Linked DNA regions of Astyanax mexicanus: region 2 is linked to region 1. Evidence: chromatin contacts called from public Hi-C data. All regions are on one chromosome and are shown on one strand. The core of a region is the stretch at or near the end of the contact, and the rest is flanking DNA. Distances in the headings are between cores, read along the strand shown.

Region 1 (6,512 bases), core at 3,860-6,359:
CAATGCGAAACCAAAACTAACTGAACCAAATGTATACAATGTACACTGTAACAAACTTCTCATCCTTGGGTCAGATTTTGTTCCCGACTTTCAGGTGTATAAAAAACGGCAAGATACTTTTTTTTTTTTTTTTTTTAACTCAAACCAACTGCCTGTACAGTCAACAATCCCAGTCACCATCATTAAACAGTAAATTAGTTGGACAGAAACACGACCGCACACCCTCACGTAGCAAGTGTAAACACACCCGAGGGCTCTGTGACTCGGGCAGGACAGTAAACACCATCTGCCTGTCCTGTGTAGTCCTCGTGTGTGCACCCCAGACACTTTTTCTCTGACTCTTCAGACATTAAAGCTCAGCTGCAGGGGCTCCGGCTGCTCTCACAGCCTGGGTCAGGGGATTAGAACGCCCCCCTCACTGTGAGAGAACTACAGGTCACTTCAGCTGACACTGAAAAAGTATCAAACAGACCAGGATTTTCCATCAGGCAGAAAAGTGAGACTCTAAAATATGAGTAAACTGCTAGTTCTGTGTAAGCTAAGGCAGTTAACATCTATACTGTTTACTTCCTGAATTTAATATTTTCATCAAACATATAAAAACAAAACATAACATAACATATGAGTTATGAGTTGTGGCACATACAGTATGCCATGATTAATATTTGAATAATTTTAAACTAAATATAGTTTAAGCACTGCCACTATGATCAGGAGATCGTTGGTTCAAATCCTGTTCATGTAGCTTGCCATCAGCTGCCGAAGCCCTGAGAGAGCACAATTGGCCTTGCTCTCTCTGTGGGTGGGTAGATGGTGCTCTTTCTCCACACATCACTCCAAAGGGTGATGTCGATCAGCCCAAGGCGTCTGTGAGCTGTTGTATCGGAACCGAGACGCTGTGCTTTCCTTCGAGCACACTGTGATGCTACTCGGCAATCAGCAGCAGTTCGAAAAGAGGTGGTATGTCTCAAAAAAATCGGAAAAAAAAAAAAATTAGTTTTAGCACAAGTTTACAGCACAGCGAAGTCGGTCACAATAATTATATCAATTTATCATACAATATATCAACATGACCTAAAATATTTTTTGCCAACCACAACATTGTGCATTGTTTGTTAACATACACATAAAACTTCACCTATATTTTAAATAGCTGTGCATCGACCAGTGACAACAAAACAAACAAAAAGACTCTCCCGAACTATTATTATTATTAAATCAAAGCATTGCAAAGTTCATTGGTAACTGCATCATAACGCTACAAAATATTATTTTATTAGTGGCATAAAATTGTTGTAAAAAATAACATTATTAATTGCATAGAACATATAATTGGAATAAATAACCAGCACAGTGCGATCCATCCGTTATAAAAAAAAAAAAAAGTGATTAATTCAACTTGCTAACACCATTGGCATTGCCAAATTTTGTTCAAATCATGCAGCACTACTGTTTTGCAATTAAAACATATAAAGATGCGTGAAGCTATGAATCATAGTACAATCAGCCAGCAGAAGAACTAGACCTGTAATGGTTTCAAATTTGAGAGATATTGTGCTGTTTTTCTTCGTTCTATAGTCACTGAACACAACAAATAAGCCAACACCCCAGCTACAAACTCCAATGTTGATGGAACATGTTGATCAGTAGAACTGTGTTCCACCCACAATATTTTCTCCTAAGTATGTCAGATAAAAATATATATAAAAAAATGTTTTCTCAGCCTAACAAACATCAGCTAGAGTAGTTAACATCTAGCTAACATCAGCTAAAAGTAGGAGACAGCAAGAGGAAGCAAGCAGAAAAATGCACTGAATATACGGTTCCGCAAGAGGCACCGTAAACTATGATTATGTTCTGCAGAAATAACTCTAAGAGTCATATTTTCCATTTAGCACAGCATTCGCAACCCTCCTGTCAGCTGATGTAACAGTGGTCACAGGCTGCCAAAGGACACATTATTGCCTTTCAAAACAAAACATAAGCCTCCGGAATCCTGCAGCATTATTGGCCATTTCTATTTCATCATAACAAGTCAAATGTCATGCAAGCTCATGAAAAAATGCATCACAATACAATGCATTTCCAATCCAATATTTATCACATGAAGACTAGAACATGTCAACATACAGCAAAATTTATGAATAAACACATTAGTATGATACACTACTCAGTCTAAAGTAATGACTGAGCAGTAATGAATGTTTTGGTGACTAATAAACTGACATTAATGGTTGTTAATAATGGTAGAAATATTCTACGACACATTTTAGAGACATTGGTAAGATAAACTATATTTACCTTAATATTTATCCCAATTGATGAAATATAAATACTATATCTGATAAAATATAAATACTATTCCATAATTTGTGCAGTCATTTTTAATCAAAATATAAACACTTAATCCAGTTAAGGATTTACTTTACAAAAACTGACCAACTGCAGATTTAATGAAAGTTTTAAACACTGACAATTAATACTAAATTCAGCTCTACTGCCAACTAATGATTTTGGGTGAAACACTTGATCTGATCAGCTTTCTGTTGGACCTGCACATTGCAGTGCATCCATACAGTGTGAGTCATAACATAAGAAACACTGCCACCTAGGGGTACATTCTTTAAAGTACAGTTTACATATAAAATGGGAATGTGACGACAGCCTTAAATGTCAGATTTGTAGGTGTTTTGTCTTGTTTGGGCAAAAAATATGTTGTTTTGCAAGCTGTCGTATATATTTAATAATAAATAAGCAGAATACATTTCAAATGTGTGACAGCGCAGGCTGGAATCAGCTCTCCTAAAACTCATCTCTTCCTATTTAAAGTACAAAGAGAGGTAGAATTCAACTACAGTACAGTTCCCAGTACGTCATAATGAGTATGGGTATTAATTTTGATGATGTGCATTTTATTATGCTGAGCCGAATTCTCAAAGAATTCATATAGTACTTATTTCATCTATAGTCTATAGTGTTACAGCTTGTAAGCTAAACGTTCAGGAGATTTTTACCCATTCACGTTTATATTTATGTTTAACAGCTGGAGAGGTGTTTTTCGGTTACATTCTGCACCTTTTTCCCCCAAACGCTACCTTTTGTTCATTCTGTATTGTTTAGGTGAAAACCCCTGATGCTGAATTTTTTTTTTTTTCTGGTGACTCTCAAACAATGCACCAATACTCTAGAGTCTGTAAAACTCAAGATTCAGCAATTAAACAGGTTTTAATTTGTTTTTCAATTAATCCTATATGCAGTCCTCTTATTTCAACTTGCTGAGTATTGAGAGAAGGTTAAAACAAGTCAAAGTCATAGGTTTCTTTATATGACTTTTTAGTACTTAAGGTCTGAGATCTAAGGTTAAATATATCTGAGGAAGAAAAAAAAAGACAATCAATGCAGGTGTCAAATGTGTGGGTCAACATTGTCTCCACATGAATAGAGTAGGCTTGTATCACATCAATAAAGCTTTGTATCATAGAAGCAGTGCATACATTAATATGATCTTATTTAAATTATATTTTTTCCACAGTAACAACACACATGCGTACAGAAGCAGTACCAAGTATCACCAGCAGTACCACAAGACCATGTACTATGCGGACAAAAGTTTTGGAACACCTGCCCTTTTATTATTTCTTTTTAAATCAAGTGTATTAAAAATAGCTTATCCTGCTTTTGTTCGAGTAACTCTACTCTCCAGATGAAGGTTTTCTACTAGCTTTTGGAGCATTGCTTTGAGGATATGATCGCATTCAGCAACAGGAACATTACATGGGATGTTTGATAATCATTATCTCAGACTCATCCCCAACTCCTCTCAAAAACATGGGCTTAACACTCCTCTACCTAAAGCCTGGCATTAGGCATGGTTCCAACAGGTTCCTGTTTATCAGTTCAAAGTGTCCTATTTTAATGACAATTACTTCTATACAGGAATTAGGCAAAGTGTAAGGGTGCTTTCACACCTGCCTCGTTTGGTCCGGACTTTCGGACTTTTCAGTTTGGTCCGAATCAAAGTAGCAGGTGTGAAAGGGGCCGTGAACCACGGTCCAGACCAAAGGACCAGATTTTGGTCCGACCAAGAGAGGTGGTTTCAGTCCGGATCTTCTGAAACACGGTCCGGTTCGCCTGCAGTGTGAAAGCGTTTTTCTGGATGGTTCGAACTTTCGGACCAGCGGCAGCAGATAAAGAAAAATAACCGTTTTTCCCTCCTTATCTGTCGGAGGCGATACAGTTGCTTCATAACAAGCACGTTCATTTGGCGAATTTGAACTAACCTAGAGAATTTGAACTAACCTGTGCCTGAAGTTGCTGCTGCTGGTATAAAAACCACAATAGCAGCACTATTATGGAGATGAAATTAATCTGTTCATTCATTTTATCCTTATCCTGGAAAGGCTTCCCGCTGAATGAACCAGCCGCTGAATTGTCAACACGCCAACGTCAGATGCATGTCCTTCTAAAACCAATCAGCATCAAGTTAAGGAAAACGCATCGATACGTAAGTGATGATGAAAGGATGTAGGAGTATCACACGAAGGTCTTTGGTGCGCTCCCTAAACTGCAGTGTGAAAACAAAAATAAGCGGACCAAATATATACAATGTAGCAAGTACCTGAACCTTGGTTCGGACCACGGTCCGGACTTTCAGGTGTGAAAGCACCCTAAGTGTGTAAGTGCACTGTGTGCACCTTAAAGTAACAGTGCACCTTTTATTGCATTCATTGATAAGTATCTATAAACATTTGGACTGAAGTCTTGTCATTCTTTATGAAAAGGAGCACTATCACTCTTTTACATCTTCATCACTCACAATTTATTAATATTCTGCTATTTGTCACTAGAAACCCTCCAGAATTAAAAGAACAATCAACCTCCATGGACCTCTTGTCCTTTGAGGAACAGCAGGTGGAGCTGTGGAGCCAGTCTCTATGTGACACAGCAATACATACACACTGCATGATAATCCACTGCCGAGTAAAATCTCACTCTTTAGTAGGTCACAGCAGTTTTACTGACATACACACACACACACACACACACACACACACACACAGACACACACACACACAGACACACGGTCTCAGTTAGATTTTCATTACATGGTGTAAAACTGCTACAATCCTACAGGAGCACAGTACCACAGGGTTCAGTGTTCTCTATAGTTTAATACACCAGAATCAACTGATTACAGAGCTGTTCATAAGCTGAATCAGGAGTGCTGAAGGAGAGGAAACACTAATCGCTGCAGAAATTCAGTCTGACTTTATTAGCCTACATTGACTTCTTCCTACTGTCCACAGACAGGCTAAAGAAATGCAGCAAGTATAATCAGCCTTATTCCGGAATCCAAATAATTCGGTCTCAAATGAGTAAAACCACAGGTTTACTTCCACCATTAAAAACAGTCCAATTTAATTAAATTATTTTTTCTATATATATATATATTGCACTTTTTTTTTACATATAATTACAAAGCAGCTTTACAGAAATGAGTAAAAGATAAGACCAAAAAAAAAAGTAAAATCAGCTGTGCCAATTATAATACAAAATACAAATTTTTTCGAAAGGGAGAAATTATTTATATTTGGTTATTTTCTAAAAGGGTTAAATTATTACAAACATGTCACCATGCCATCACACAAGACTGCTGTTATGCTCAGGTGTACAGATATAATAATAGTAGAGATAATAAGAATAATTACTAAGCACTGATAATGATTAAATGTAATTATAATACTAGCCACATTATTATAGTCCAAACGTATGCCATTCCTTCATACACAACACTTAATTTAATGTATAATTTATATAAACATATATGTAGTAATTTGTGAAATTAAGCTACTATACAAACAGTAATTATGCACTGGAATCTGCAGAAGCATGTTTGTTCTATGCAGATGAACTGAATTTATTGACATGTATAATTTCATAGTCATAGTGTTTATTATCAAATGTGTGAAACTCACTGTGTCATGAAACATGAAATATGGAAAATGAATCTAAATAAATAAAATAACAATAAAAGCAGCCAGAAAAAAAACAAAGCATTAATACTAAATATAGAAACCATGTACAGATGTGATCAGTTCTTCAGAGGTTGTTGTTTTTTTTTGTCTTTTGTGTTGTGTGTTTGTATATTTTAAGAAGGTTAAACAGACAGAAGAGACTCTGTGTGCATTCGAGTGTTTAGAAAATGCACCAATGTGAGAAAACACTCACCAGCCCTGCAGTGAGAGAGGGAGCTGACTGGCCTAAAGACTGGCTCCTCATGCGGACGAGGTTATTCGGTTCTCCCGTTTGCTGCTGCCAGGCCAGCTGACTCACTCCACTGTGCATGCTGCTGGACAGCGGCAAGAGCTGCTTCCCTAAGACAAGGTCACACACAAAATCAGAGTGAGCGAAGACAAAACACCACAGCCTGTTAGAGTTCTGTGTTTTGGAGAGACATAGGAGCTTAGAGTACATCTCTTAGACTGAGCTCCAGTAAGATCAAGTCTAGGTTT
Region 2 (6,460 bases), core at 3,033-5,532, 34 kb after region 1:
TGAAATCATCAGCTCTAGCAGTAAAATAGCAGTTAAATATTTAACTTTTGTTGTGTGTCATGGTAGCAATGATGTTAATCAATAATCTAATGATTCCTAATGAACAGAAGCAGCAACATGGAAGTTATCAGAGTCACACAAAGGCACTCGCCAAACTGAACAACAACAACTGATGGGTGGAAAAAAACGCTGGTTAATAATCAACCAGATACATAATATGAAACAGAAGTAGGATATTTCTAGATGACAAAGAGGGGCTCTGACTGCAGCTGTACGGAATCACTTTACCATAGTCTCTACAGTGAAACGGCAGCTTACAGGCCATAAGGGAAGCGACTTTCAGTTACGTCAACAACATGCTGTAATGCTTTTTTCTTTACATAACTAAAGCCTCTTTAGCTGCTTCATCTCTCAAATGACTCAAACAGAAGCTCAACAGAAAACTGAAAAGATGAAAAGCTTACTTGTTATACAAGCTGCTGGTCAGAACAGCATTATTAAAATTGTGTGGTTAGATAACAGCAAACGGCCAGAAACCTATCAAACTTTATGCTAAATGTTCATCATCCGGTTTTACAAGCAAATAAGTCAAATGTGTTAGATGACCAACTTGTTTCTCCATCCAGTTACAAATACAGTTTGAATTTATGCATAAACACATTTTTGAAAAATTCACGAGTGTTGTGTAGCTGTGCCAATACTCACTGGATTGGGCTTAATGACATACTTTAGGGTGGGGTATCCAGTTAGTGGTATTAAAAGTCTTTACTCTCCTACTTGCATGAGACAGGTTATATGTGAATCGACTGCATATTTTGACTAAAAAAAAGGGTCAATACATGCTGATTGATTTTTCCCTTTGTAGTCAGTACCTCGAATACTGAACACCTACATGATAAAAATCTGCAGAGGAAAAGATGACTTTTTAAAAAGCTTATTAATATAATCTGTAAACAACATTTCTAAAATGCCCAGTGGAAGACTGATATGCCTTGTTTCTGTGCTAAATTATCTAAGAATGTGGTCAGAGACATGCTTAGTCTGGTTCCCCCTCTAGCCTTTGGTTGCAAATTTGACAACATGGCTGATAACTCTGGGTTCATTTTAGTGGAACAAAAGAGAATGAAAGCAGATTGGTTTGGATGCAGATTAGAACTAAGAAATTCCTAACATCCAAGAATCTCATAGTTCCCTTATTTGGCGTATACCAAAGTCTAGATGGAACTGTTTTCAGATGTTTCTAACAGACACATTCAAAGACCAACAGCACAATGGTTCCTTTTTAGCTCAATCCCACCAAATGCTACAAAACTTTTGTGAAAACAGACTACCTGGCTTAATTTCCATTCAAGCAAAACACATCCTGTTCAGACCAAAGGTGGGTAATTCTTGTCAATGTTGCACACAGTAGGTACATTTTGCCACATCTTCTACCCCTGTGCTTACAGGAATCAAGAATTTGTGGTACAGAATAGGTGCTTGTCTGCTCCAATGCCTTAAAGGTGTGTCAACCTGAACTGTTCCTCTGTCAGTTGACTTTGAATGTTAACCACCTGCACTGAGCTCCGACACTACAAACACACCTTGCTGCTGTCACTCCTTTTATGACCTCATCTGCAAACACACACTAGGTTAACAGCCAGAGACTCAGGAAACACATACTGCCAAACATGCACACCCTTTAGGTCTTAACTCAAACTCATTAAACCTGCACCGACAACAGTCTGACAATCCATAATACTGTAACTAACATTAATCATGATTTTAAAAAATGGAAGCACAATAAAGAAGCTACTTCAAAATCACAAATTCTGCATCAAGTCAGCAGCCATGCTCCTAAACAAATTGCAAATACAACATGGAATTGAAGGTTTTAGTCAGTCTTTTTCACACCCTGGCATTCAGTTAACCGTATTTAATATTGCAAGTCTAGAGACTTGGCTCACGCAAATAGTGACATGAACAATGTCAACAACCAACAGGAGAGCTTCAGAAAGAGGCAAGACAATAACATTTTACGTGACTATTTACAAACAATTTGATAAACTGATAAAAAGAACATTTTGCAGTTTATAGGTCTTATATGGTTCTTATTTTAAAATGTACAGTATTTTAAACACAGGTAGCACTTTAAAATCATTATATATAAAGTTATTTAATTTTGCACTATTTTGTCTTATTGTGCAGTGTTATTTTAAAACATAAGTTTAATAAATACACATTTTGCAAGAAAGATGTTCTTTATTGCATTAATTCTATTTAAAACAAAGAAAAATGTATAGCAAAAAAGGGGGGAGAATAAGCTCATAGTCAGAATTGAAAAAAATGTTTTCTATTAAAGAAAAAAGATGAGTCGATGAGTCTCTGATAAATCACAGTATTGATATACACATTATTTGTAACTTTAAATGTAATATGTATTGTATGTAAACTACACCAGAAGCATGATGGGAAAGAATCTCAGAAAGAATCTAGTTGCAGTCTTGTAATTAGTGATCCCAAGTCTCTTATCCCAAATTAATTAACAACAGAGCATACGAAGACGGAAAGGTAGTTAAATAATCTAACTTAAAAGAGTTAAAAGAGCTAACGTTATATGATCGTGTTTATAATGTGTAAACATGCAGCGCTCTATAAGACAGCTGGCGTTAGGGAAGCTAACATAACAGTCAGCTAACCTGGGTTACCTGCGCCAGCATGCAGCGCCACTGGCAGCCAGTCTCGCTTGTTCGCTCGCTGCACACAACCCATAAGAAAGACGAGTTTCATTCACTAAGATAACCTGCAGGTTTAATGAAAGTAATAGCACTTACCCCATCTTTTCCTTCGGCAGTGCTGCTCTGCTGCTGCTGCTCCTCGTTGCTGCACAGTTTTCTCTTCTGTTTGTTCTCGGTTCTCTTCATTTTTCTGATTTACTTGGGTAGCTTAGCTTGTATTAAAACGCTACAGTCTCCCAACTAACGTTAGTGTGATTCGGTTCGACTCCAGCTGCCCTGACAATGTGCGAATCCAAATCCATGGAGCAGCGATAATAATGATGATGAAGAGCTTTCTTCTTTCTTCGTTTGGAAGAGAACAAAAGCTAGGGAGGACCTGGACCTACCATCAACTGGCATAAGCCGAGGGGGAAGAAACGGCTTTCAAGGCTTTAAAGTGAGCAAATCTCCCAAGTCAACCTGACTGGAGAGCCGAGCATGTCATGACTGAGAGTTAGTGTTAGCTAGCTAGCTAACCTAGCTAGGCTATATGTCTATCTGTTCATATCAGTGTTCAGTCGTGTAGTGGAGCCAAACTTCAACAACATCTGGGAACATAGTTAACGTTAGCTAACTTTAACTGAGCGAGAACAAGAGCAGCTAGCAAGCTAGCAAACGCTAGCTAACTAACTAACTTAAAATCTATTGATTTCAGCAATATGATACGTTTTAATCTGGTTTAAACAGCCTTACACACACAAAAACTAAATTAGATAAGTTGTAAAATTGTTTAAAATAAACATCAGCCGACTAAGAAGTCTTGGCTTACTTTTATAAATGAGTTACCTTGTTAAAAAGGCCGGTAACGCAGGTGAAAACTGACTGATAATCTTCAATTCACTTAGTTTAGGCTAATGTATGTTAGCAAAAACAGCTAGATTAGCTAGTTACAAGTTAGCTAGCTAGCTAACGCTAACTAACTAGTTAACTAGCTAGCTAACTAGCTAAACAGGCTAACAAAAACTTGTCTCACACCAAACACGCCAGAAAACTAACTACGCCTAAATAACATCAGTGCCAATATCCCCCCCACATCTTCCTCATTCACCAAACCCGTCCTCATCTGGTTCTGAAAGTTATCTCAGCTAGTTAGCTAGCTTTACCTTACTAACCTGGGTTAGGTAACCTAGGTTTGCCACTCGTTTGTTGTCTTTTAAGTCCAGCGCGCTCCGGTCGCTTCCCCAATCCGCTTGTAAACGCAGCTGGGTTAGGTTATTTAACGTTAGGTCAGGTTAGCAGGCTGCTTGACGACTTGACTTCTTCACTGGCATTGTAACGTTAACTAGCGCCAACACTCCACCGAACAATACCTCGACCTGAACTACTCGCTGTCAGTCATTCCCGAGATGTCTGAAATCCCAAGACCTGCCTGTCTCCGTTCGTAAAGCCGCCGTCAGGCATGTCTGAGGTCCGCAGTAATGATCCAGATCCACATCCACAGAGACACAGTGGAGGTGACGGCGGGCTCCTCGCTGCGGTTCCTCCAGAGCTGCTGGGTTTCTCGCTGCTACCCGTCACACGGAGGAATTTACCCGCTTCCTGAACCACCGCGGGTCGCCGCTGTGATTCAACACTGATCTGAGACCAGCGCGCTGGATCATGAGCCGTAGTGCAGCTCAGGTCATTGCTGCAAATACAGTCGAAGAGCTGATCTGGGAACAGTTTTAACCGCAAAGTTGAGTGCAAGACAATGACGTCGTGGGCTTTTTGAGCGTGTATTTGCTGCCCTCTGCAGTCAGTGTAAAGCAGTGCAATCAGACAGAAAATTGCAAATTGGTTGCTTGTACACAGGGGTTGCCCAAATGCTTCATTGTCTTGGGCTATTTGACAGATCACACAAGCAAAATGGTGTATAAAAACGTTTATTTTCATACATATATATATATATATATATATATATATATATAGCTACATTTTTGCACCAGGAGTGACAAAGTTATGCAAAAGCACTGTGTAAGACTGGTGGAGGAGAACATGCCAAGAGGCATGGAAACTGTGATTATTCCACCAAAACATTGATGTCTGAACTCCTAAAACTTTGAGGCCTGAAAGGTCTGCATCTTTTGTTATTTCAGCCACAACAATGTTCATTTTAGTCAAACATATACCTATAAATAGCAAAATCAAAGGAAATGATTCAGAAACTTAACGGGTCCCTTAATTTTTTTCAGAGCTCAATGTATTTTCCCATAAGCCATAATATTTGTTAATTATCATAAATACCTTAATCTTAAAGCTTTCATTGTAATTTGTAACATTTGTTATTTTCTATGCCAGAGACATTTAGGTTTACAGTTTTCATGTTTATTCCATTTAATATTATTATTACTCTGTATATAGGCAGGGCCACTGCAACGAGGCAAGGAAACAAATCAATTGCCTAGGGCCCCCAGAAATCGACTGGTTATGAATTTAATGCAATGACAAACTGTGTGAGGGCCCCTTTAAATTCTGCAATGGTCAAAGCAGGAAAGTACAGAATAAATGATGCTCATTTTGCTTGGGGCTCCAAATGCCTTAAATACAGCCCTGTGAACCTGTAAAGTCTTCTAATAAATACAATTCTTAAAGGGGTAAAGTAAGCTTCTCACTCAACACTCTGGAGCAGTTTTCCCAGCAGTTTCCCCATCCTAGTGTTGGACTACATAGCATTTGTAGAGTGGATATTTTCTATAGTAAGTACTTCAGTCTCTTTCAAGTTGTTTTAGCAAACTGAGCCATTGGCCCAGTTTAGCGTGTGTAAAACATGCATGTGTAGCATGAGTAAATAATTGTCTGTTATATATTCTAAATCATCTATTATGATTGATGATTCATTTTGCAATTTAAGTTAGGAGCTGAGGAGTGCCTGCACGAGAATGTTTCTCAAATCTTTTACATTTTTATTTATTTTGTTGCAACAACAGATCTAACAACATTCTAACCAAAAACATGTTTATCGATGTTACATAGTCATTACTTTATTATTTCACACATTGACAATCCACATACATTATTTTTGTGCAATGTATTTCTTCTCTGGGTACAATTCCTTAATAACCAAAGTGCCCACCAAGGACAAAAATGCAACGACAGTGAGGATTGTCCTCAGTGCTTTGAACCAGCTGGGGTAGGTAGGCAAAAGAGACAGGTCATAGTGGAGAGAGATGCCAAGCCCCATGATCACAATAATGCCAGAATGAGTAATATTTTGACTAAAAAGTAGGGCAATCCAAGCTAGTAGGGAGGGGACTACACTGTTGGCTAGGTTTAGCCAGTCAGGCTTTGCTGGGCTGCCCTCGGGCAAGGCAAAGCCCCAACGGGCTCCTCCAAGAAAAGACAGAATTGAGGCTCCATATGCAACCTGAGCAAATGCTACCTCTGGAAGGTACAACTCTGTCATGGCCATAAATAATGGAGCTGACACAAAGGGTATGAGACCAGAAAATCCCAGATAAAGTGCAGGTTTCGGGCTTTTCTTTAGGTCCCTCATATCATAACGAACCAAGTCTAGTTCACGCGGAGGTGGCTCTTCTGGCTGCCTTTTCTTTAGCCTCATTGTAGAACAATGGAATGACTGGACTCTGAGAAGAGAACCCGTGGCACATCTGGAAGGCAGCTGCCCATACTGATTTGCTGCGAGGAATATGGGAGAGTGCGTCTGGTGCCCTGAGCAGTAAAAAGTTCTGGACATGCACTGAAGACTGCTCCATCTCAGGCACTGT

The links. A called contact is a pair of places that touch in the nucleus more often than the background predicts.
Region 2: a Hi-C map of muscle shows a contact between it and region 1, with 17 times the contacts expected there. The contact joins the promoter of mast2 here to the enhancer-like site in region 1. A contact is called at or near these places in 3 of 3 Hi-C or Micro-C datasets (blood and muscle).

Annotation. Positions count from the first base shown.
Region 1 is chr5:22,732,907-22,739,418 of AstMex3_surface, forward strand. mast2 (microtubule associated serine/threonine kinase 2) reads right to left here. Exons shown (of 29, transcript XM_022675850.2): 3 at 6,229-6,374. Among protein-coding and RNA genes, the nearest start is that of mast2, 36 kb to the right of the region's middle. Within about 2 kb of position 5,110, the one cell type or tissue checked has an H3K27ac peak away from gene starts, as active enhancers do.
Region 2 is chr5:22,767,842-22,774,301 of AstMex3_surface, forward strand. It overlaps mast2 (microtubule associated serine/threonine kinase 2), which reads right to left and starts at 4,283. Exons shown (of 29, transcript XM_022675850.2): 1 at 2,814-4,283. The coding sequence starts at 2,903. tmem69 (transmembrane protein 69) reads right to left here. Exons shown (of 3, transcript XM_007248164.4): 3 at 5,616-6,456. The coding sequence ends at 5,749.